3 separate regions of the Pan troglodytes genome follow, and all the other regions are linked to region 2. The links are chromatin contacts, called in public Hi-C maps. All regions are on one chromosome and are shown on one strand. The core of a region is the stretch at or near the end of the contact, and the rest is flanking DNA. Distances in the headings are between cores, read along the strand shown.

Region 1 (2,700 bases), core at 142-2,641, 380 kb after region 2:
ACATAGCTATGTTATCTGCCAAAGAATATATATTAAAGACAATAATCCATATTGCTTGTGTTCTTTCTCTAACACAGTACCTCTATAGCTAAAAGTACTTTGATGATGCCACTTGACTTTCTCATCAGAAGAAATATAGTTCCTTCTAAACTTTCAGGTTAATTCATACTCAAGAAAAGATTCATTCTAGAAATCACCTACTTGCTGTATAAACAATGCAGGTGGTAGATAACACTTTACAGATTTGAAAGGCAGTGGAACCCCAGGTCATTATTTGAAATTCTACCGGGAGGGATCCATTCTTGGGTGTAAAACATCACTCCTCTTCGATGTTTTCTTTTATATGGCAGTTTGGAGAGCAAAGATTAATAAGCCGAAAAACAATTATTGAATATCTACCAAAATGCAAGGACCTGCTAGGAACTGTGCTGCCACCATTTCAAATAAACATGGTCTCTGCTTCCAAGGAGCTCACAATCTGATGAAATTACTAGGGACACCAAAAACAAGCCAGCATAATACACGATTTGAGGGCTACAGTGTATGATTAAGATCAAGTTCTTATCACATTGCTATGAATAAATTTATCGTAGTTCTTCTATTGGCAGGAAAACAAGACAGAACATGACAGAAATAGGATATAAGAAAATAAACATAAAGAGAGGAAAGCCTATTTCCCCCACTTAGAATCACAGTCCAACAGTCCACAATTTCGCAAAGTGGATCCTGCCAGCATGGTATCCGGGATAACTATATTATTCATTAAAATCCGTTAACAATGAAGGTTAATGCAGCAGGAATGAGTGGTAGACAGAGGAATAGATCCTCTCAGGAATTAACACCCGGAAGGGTGACTTTCATGATTACAAACCTCTTTGGCGGGACGCAGGAACCCAGCGCCCGCTAGCCCACTAGTCCGTCACTCTGCCTCCAGGAGGGAGGGGCACAGTAGCTAGGAAACCGGACCCTCAGGCCAAGCTTCGCGATGACGCGCGCAGGACGACAGAAACCCCCAGACCCCAAAAGAGCTCTGCACCGAGAAAACAATTACAAGGGTCTGGAAAGGCCAGAAACCCGAGAAATCACCAACCGAGCTCCCTACATCAGTTCCAAGCACCTCCCCAAGGCGGAAATAACGGGCACCGCGCCCACTGCAGCTCAACTGAGGAGGAGGGCTAGAGGCGCATTCTCCGGCCCACCCAAAGAGCGCCCGCGGGAATTTTTCTCTGAGTCCGCGAGGAGGCACGGCTTCCCCCGCCCCTCCCATAAACCATTAGCACCGGGAGCGCGAGCGAGTCCCAGCCGGGAGACAGCCCCGCACCACCCTCGCGCTCTCACCTTTCAAAGCGCCTCCGCCTCTGCCTCCGCCTCCGCCCCCGCCCCGGCAACCAGCTCATGACAAGCGATGCTCCTCCCCCCTTCCGGGGACCAAGGGAAGTCCCGCCTCTGGGTGGGGCGAGGGGTGGGGCCAGGCGGCGGGAGGGATCATCTTCCGGGAGCGTGGCTAGGGGCGGAGCGACTGCCGCGCGATAGTCAGGGAGCTGTGCGGGTCCTGGTTGCAAGAGAGGTGGGGAGAGGGGCCTGGCGGGTTTTGAGGGACGGGGAGGACTGTCCCGGCTAAAGCTGGCGCGGGAAACTGGGGCTGCGCGGCGGGAGGGCCCTGCTGCTGGGGAAGGAATCTAATATATCCGTTCCCCTGAGGAAGGGTGCCAGTCCTTGACTCCTAGGCTCTTCGGCTCTCTGCCGTAACTTTGGGGTGTGGCAGGGGTTAGTGACGCGCGGTTACCCGGGATCTGGACGTGCAGGAGGTTCGTGGACACAATGGGGGTATAGTCTTTCTCACGGCTGCTGGGGTAATAAAACACATGCTTTTAATCCGGATTATCCGCGGTGACATGGGGCCTCCGCTACTGCCCGTATAAGTTAAAGAAAGGCCTGTTCTCTCAAACTTCCTCCTCTTTCACCTTCTTCTGCAGTCTATTTGCCAGCCAACCCCAGCCCGGGAGGGGATCAGGGCCACCAGGTTGCTGGTAAGGATGAAAGACTGAGTGTGTTAAGACTGTTAAAGTGAGCCTGTGTAAGAGAAGGAAGGATTTTGTGGATTGCTACATTGTGAGTGTGGGGTGAGTCCCAGAACCTCGCTATGTCGGGGAAACGGAAGCGTGTGGTGTTGACTATTAAAGATAAGCTTGATATAATAAAGAAACTTGAAGACGGAGGTTCTTCCAAACAACTGGCAGTGATTTATGGAATTGGTGAAACAACAGTTCGGGATATAAGAAAAAATAAGGAAAAGATTATAACTTATGCAAGCAGTTCTGATTCCACAAGTCTTTTGGCCAAGAGGAAATCTATGAAGCCATCCATGTATGAGGAATTGGACAGGGCAATGCTGGAATGGTTCAACCAGCAAAGAGCAAAAGGGAATCCCATATCTGGACCAATTTGTGCAAAAAGGGCAGAGTTCTTCTTTTATGCTTTGGGAATGGATGGTGATTTTAACCCCTCTGCCGGTTGGCTAACTCGTTTTAAGCAGCGGCACAGCATTAGAGAGATTAACATTAGAAATGAAAGATTAAATGGAGATGAGACTGCGGTGGAAGATTTTTGTAATAACTTTCGAGATTTTATTGAACGAGAGAATTTACAGCCTGAACAAATCTACAATGCAGATGAAACTGGACTCTTTTGGAAGTGCTT
Region 2 (2,700 bases), core at 28-2,527:
GCTTACTATTTCTCATCAGTCAGAATGGCTCTTATTAAAAAGTCAAAATATAATACATGTTGATGAGGTTGCAGAGAAAAGGGAATGCTTATGCACTGCTGGTGGGAATTGTAGTTCAGCCACTGTGGAAAGCAGTTTGGAGATTTCTCAAGGAACTAAAAATAGAACTACCATTTGACCCAGCAATTCTATAACTGAGTATCTACCTTAAAGGAAAATAAGTCATTCTACCAAAAAGCCACCTGCACTTATATGTTCATTGCAACACTGTTTACAAAAGCAAAGACATGGAACCAACCAAGGTATCTACCAATGTTGAATTAGTAAGAAAATATGGTACATATACACCATGAAATACTACATAGCCATAAAAAAGAATTAAATCACATCCTTTTGTAGCAACATGGATGCAGCTGGAGGCCATTATTGTAAGTGAATGAACACAGAAAGAAAAACCAAATACCATATGTTCTCACTTATAAGTGAGAGCTAAACATTGAGTACACATGGACATAAAGATGGGAACAACAGACACTGGGGACTCCAAAAGGGGGAGGGTGGGAGAGAGGCTAGGGCAGAAAAAGTACCCATTGGGTACTATGTTCACTATTTGGGTGACGGGATCAATAGAAGCCCAAACCTCATCATCATGCAGTATAACCATGGAGCAAATCTGCACATGTACCCCTTGAATCTAAAAACAAGCAAACAAAAAAATGGTTACATAAAAGTCTGCAAGCTGTAATCAATGACAGAATAAATGGAATTTTTTTTCTTAGCCTTTAGGAAAATGCCAAGACATATTCCCACCTCTCACATGAGTTGGTGGTTTAAGAATTTGGTTTGCAAAACACAATTTAATATTTTATTTATAGAAGTCAAGAGAAATGGTAACAATTTAAAATTTTGATTCTTGAATATCTGTGCTTGTTTAAAAGAAAAGGTGTGTGGGTGTGTTGAAGGGTTTTTATTCCATTACTACCATAAAATCTACTTTTATTTACTTCTTTTAGAATCAAACTTTTAAAAAATTTGCTAAAATTTCATAAATCTCATATGCCAAAATTCAGCTGAGCCAAACTCTTAGTTATCTGTTCTCCGTTTTTGAGCTGCAGTAGCATTTGGTAAACAGAATGCCCAGAACCTCCTCTGAAAGCACCACTAGCAGGCACTGTGAGAGCATTTTCATTCAAGTTCATTCGACTTGGGCAAAAAGAGAACAGCGGCTTACATCAACTGAGGATCAGTGAACACAATCTCATAGCAACAGACACCAAAACAGTCCCTCATTACAAGCCTTGTCCAACAATCAAGTCTTTAACGAGAACAAAGGTTGACAGTGATTAATCATTAAGCGGTTCCCTGTTCCTTGCTGCACGTGTTCACAGCAGCCTCCTACAGAGGCAGTCTGGCATATTTCCTGTCTCTGTGCTCCACTGTGCCATGTCTGAAGGGACGCCCAGGCAGCCTTCTCACTAGTTTAATTTCAAATGCTACAAACATCTACAGAGTCTCTATGTGCACATGTCTTGACTTTTATTCTGAGCCTGGCAGACTCTGAATGGATATAGGGAGTATGAACATAATAAGCCGTTAACTCCACATCTGCTTACTAGATTATGTTCAAAGACAGTATAAGAAATTGATTAAACACTGTTTTCTAGAATAAACCTTTGAAATCTGTTTGTTTCCTTAAGCAACACAATGATAAGTTGATATAATTTAGTTGTGCAGTGAACAGAAGATACCTTCACTACTGTTTCTACATAAAAATAGCTTCTGTGTTGTCAAAGCACCGTGCTTTGACAAGCAACAAAAACATTTTCAGAAACCTCTTTCAAATAATTCTGTTTCACAAGGCAACAGAATTATAAAGTCAACTAATGCTGCCGTCATTTTATTCAATGTTCCCTTTTCCTGTGTGTTTTTTATGACCTGTCTGGGCATTATCTATCTTAGTTGGTCATGCAATAGCATATGTATTCACCTTAACAGACTAACTTGGAGGGTTTTTATTTTCTCTCTTTCAACATGTACATTTCACTGATGACCATGTTGCCTGTAAACTGCTAGGAGCTCAGGTGAAAAGAGAGAGTTATGAGATACAGATTTCTGAGAGGTGAGGGGCAAGGGTTAATTGAAATTTTTAAAATGATCAAGGGAAGTAGGTTATGTATCAACAAACATATTGTTTTTCCAATAACAAATATCACATTTAAGAACAACAAAATGAGATAACCCTAAGGATTCTTTGTATCTATTCACTTCTCTCTTCAAAGTAATCAGAATTAAGTAATGTGAGGTCTCCAGTAGCTCATGTAGTAGATTATAACTAGTCCATCTACAATATAAAAGCTAAAGTATAAAATCCAACCACAAAGTGATACAGGACTGCTAGGAAGGGAAGAGTGTGGTCCCTTTAAATGACATGGAATGGGGGAAGCAAAGTACTGGGTAGAGAAAGGCAGGTCCCTGGCAAGGGCTCCACTCCCACGGACCTAGGTGAGGACAGGCACTTCCTGCCCAAATGTTGCATTTCCCAAGACCACCTGGGCCTGCCACAACCCCATCCTGGGCCTATAAAAACCCCAGACCCTAGCAGTAGACACAAAGGCAGCCAGACGTCGAGAGGAGCACACTGGCAGAGGAGCACACGCACAAGCACTGGCGCCTGCAGGCCGTCAGCAGGACACTGGCGGG
Region 3 (2,700 bases), core at 188-2,687, 330 kb after region 2:
GCGCTGTGTCCCCCATCTTACTGGACACAATGATTGCTGCCTCTGGGATGGTGAGGTGGAAAGAGGCTACTGCTGGCTATTGCAGGCAAGTCTGTTTTTGACAATGTGAGCTCAGTGTTCAGGGCCACATGAATAGAGGTCTTCAGAGGTTGTGGGGGAGCCGTGGAGAAGGTGTGGGGGAGGGGAGTTAGTAAAAAGAGGGTGGGGAGAAAGAATAGAAACCAGCTGGGGGGAGGATAAGTTGGAAACAAACCCTGATTAACTTACTCTAATTGCATTTGACAGCTCTGGAGAAGTTGGACAGAGTTGGTGGATTTTTTTTCCTCCACCAAGCTGACAAGAGCCACTAGGTACTTTGTAAACACACGATCTGGGGGTTAGATCAAGAATTCAGGGATTGTCCAGCAAGAGACAGAAACACACAGCAAAAGGTATTGAGAGAGGTATTAATAGAGAGGACTCCCCCTCACCTAGTTGTTTCCGACAATTCTTTATGGGGATGTTTCTGCAGAGAAACACATTTCTACCATGTCTATGTAACCAGCAGCCTTGACTTTTCCTCAGGTTAAATAAAAAACCAAAACAAAACAAAACAGTGCTGTTTCAGAAGATGTTTAAGTCACTGTTCAAAATGTGCAAAAATCAAGGGAGACTGTCTTTTGGCTTTTAATTTTTCCTCCCTTTCCTTTCGCTCCGGTGTTTTCTCCTCTTTGGGGTACTGTAGGATGTTGTCTTCTCCCAAAAGAGGGAGACAGCTTTTCAACTGTTAACAATGTCAGTAATTGGACTTTTGGACCATGCTTTTTTCTTCAGCTAATCCAATCACCGGTAAAATCCTCACTCCCTCTAAGGTTTCCTAGCCTTAAATGAAAAGCAATCTTAAGTCGCTAGCCACTGAGAGAGATCCTTCAACACATTTTTTTCTTTCCCGCTTACGTTTCTATTCCTCACCCCCGGCTCTATTCTAATACAGTATCAAGAGAGACAAACTCTTCCGAGAGTAATTTACAAACGATGGTCAAACTTACAAACTTCCAGCAAATTGCACCGAGTCATGTCCAGCCACTTTTCTGTCCACTTTTGTACATTCCATCCCCGGCCAGTGGATCTGAGGGTCTGGACTCGCAATAAGCAATCTGGTTCTATCTCCTGTATTTGCTCCGCTTTATAGATGGAAAAAAAAAAAGTAGCTTGTATTTTCCTTTCTCTTTCTCGTCTGTTGTTAGCCGCTTTGCTGACACTGGCTCCCGCCCGGAGTCACGGCGATACACAGGCTTTCATTGTGCTCCGATAGGAGAGGGAGAGAAAGAGAGAGAGTGAGACAGAGAGGGAGAAAGAGAGAGCCAGCAAGCTGCAGATGGGGGTGGGGGGGGGCGGGGAGAGGGCGGGAGAGCTCGTTCGAGGCTCCCTGGTGGAAGGCTGGTGCCACTGCGCGAGTGAGTAATCGCAGCCAGGCACCGGGGAAAGGGGAACGCAGAGGGCCTCCCAGTGGCTGAAGAGGTAAATCCCAAGCCCTGCGCATCTCAGCTGCCCTGGCTCAGCTCAGCATCAGACTCGGTTAAGCGGGGAAGGCTGGGGAAATTCCCCAACCTCTACACAACCATTTCACCAGCTCTAAATGTTTAAGAAATTCCGGGCCAGGAATGTGTTTTCCCTTTCAGCCCTACATTACGCCCCGCTGAGGATATCATTTTCATTTTTCAGTATATTGTAAATGACACCACTGAGCAACCTAGCACGAGCTGTGTGAGCACCGAGGAAATGTTCATTAATAGAATAAGGAAGATAATGAATGTGTGTGTTGAGGGCGGAAGGGGTTGCGCGTGGAGAGGAGAGGTAATCACATTGTTAGCTCCTAAAGGGCAGGCAGGTGTAGCGTTTGTCTACCTGCCTGCCCATTTGTGTGTCTCTGGATAAGTGAGTCTGGGTGATCACAGGCAAATCAGTTGGGATAAATAAAATATTTTATGAGAATGATACAATTATCGATACCAGTTCTAGAAACAAACGCTTTTTTTTGGGAATGCATGATTGCCTATGAAAAACCAAATATAAGACCTGAAGTATCCTTAGCTACCTGGTGCACATACACAATGAGGAAAGTCAATGTGTAGCAGCTGAGTTTCAAAAAGTTTTTTTTTTTTTTCTTTTAATGGAGTCTTGTTATGTTGCCCAGGCTGGAGTTGAACTCCTGGGCTCAAGTGATCCTCCCACTTGAGCCTCCTGAGTAGCTGGAACTACAGGTACTCACCACTACTGCACCTGACTCTGAGTTTCAAGAAGTTTAATAATAGAAACCAAATAGATCTCACACAGATCATTGTCCCCCCATTTTCAAGTGATCCCACCTTTAAAATATCCAATATTGGCCAGGCACAGTGGCTCACGCCTGTAATCCCAGCACTTTGGGAGGCCAAGGCAGGCGTATTACCTGAGTTCAAGAGTTCAAGACCAGCCTGGCCAATATGGTGAAACCCCGTCTCTACTAAAACTACAAAAATTAGCTGAGCATGGTGTCATACGCCTGTAATCCCAGCTACTCGGGAGGCTGAGACAGGAGAATTGCTGGAACCCAGGAGGCAGAGGTTGCAGTGAGCTAAGATCACGCCACTGCGCTCCAACCTGGGCAACAGGGTGAGTCTCTGTCTCCAAAAAAAAAAAACTTATTGTGGATTCTGCTTGTTATTTTCAATTATGAAG

The links. A called contact is a pair of places that touch in the nucleus more often than the background predicts.
Region 1: a contact with region 2 is called in a Hi-C map of stem cell-derived neural progenitor cells, with 2.4 times the contacts expected there. The contact joins the promoter of CCDC82 here to the enhancer-like site in region 2. A contact is called at or near these places in 1 of 7 Hi-C or Micro-C datasets (stem cell-derived neural progenitor cells) and 1 of 1 datasets of contacts at active chromatin or transcription factors (stem cell-derived excitatory neurons).
Region 3: a contact with region 2 is called in a Hi-C map of stem cell-derived neural progenitor cells, with 5 times the contacts expected there. The contact joins the promoter of MAML2 here to the enhancer-like site in region 2. A contact is called at or near these places in 1 of 7 Hi-C or Micro-C datasets (stem cell-derived neural progenitor cells) and 1 of 1 datasets of contacts at active chromatin or transcription factors (stem cell-derived excitatory neurons).

Annotation. Positions count from the first base shown.
Region 1 is chr9:98,496,004-98,498,703 of NHGRI_mPanTro3-v2.0_pri, forward strand. CCDC82 (coiled-coil domain containing 82) reads right to left here and starts at 1,392. Exons shown (of 8, transcript NM_001280316.1): 1 at 1,339-1,392. JRKL (JRK like) reads left to right here and starts at 1,475. Exons shown (of 2, transcript XM_016921850.3): 1 at 1,475-1,567; 2 at 1,977-2,700. The coding sequence starts at 2,144.
Region 2 is chr9:98,116,689-98,119,388 of NHGRI_mPanTro3-v2.0_pri, forward strand. All of the region lies in intron 2 of MAML2 (mastermind like transcriptional coactivator 2), which reads right to left. Among named protein-coding and RNA genes, the nearest start is that of MTMR2, 88 kb to the left of the region's middle. Within about 2 kb of position 1,278, at least 14 of the 24 cell types and tissues checked have an H3K27ac peak or open chromatin away from gene starts, as enhancers often do. A contact at or near this core is called in stem cell-derived neural progenitor cells, where this site is marked.
Region 3 is chr9:98,449,331-98,452,030 of NHGRI_mPanTro3-v2.0_pri, forward strand. MAML2 (mastermind like transcriptional coactivator 2) reads right to left here and starts at 1,438. Exons shown (of 5, transcript XM_001147268.8): 1 at 1-1,438. The coding sequence starts at 16.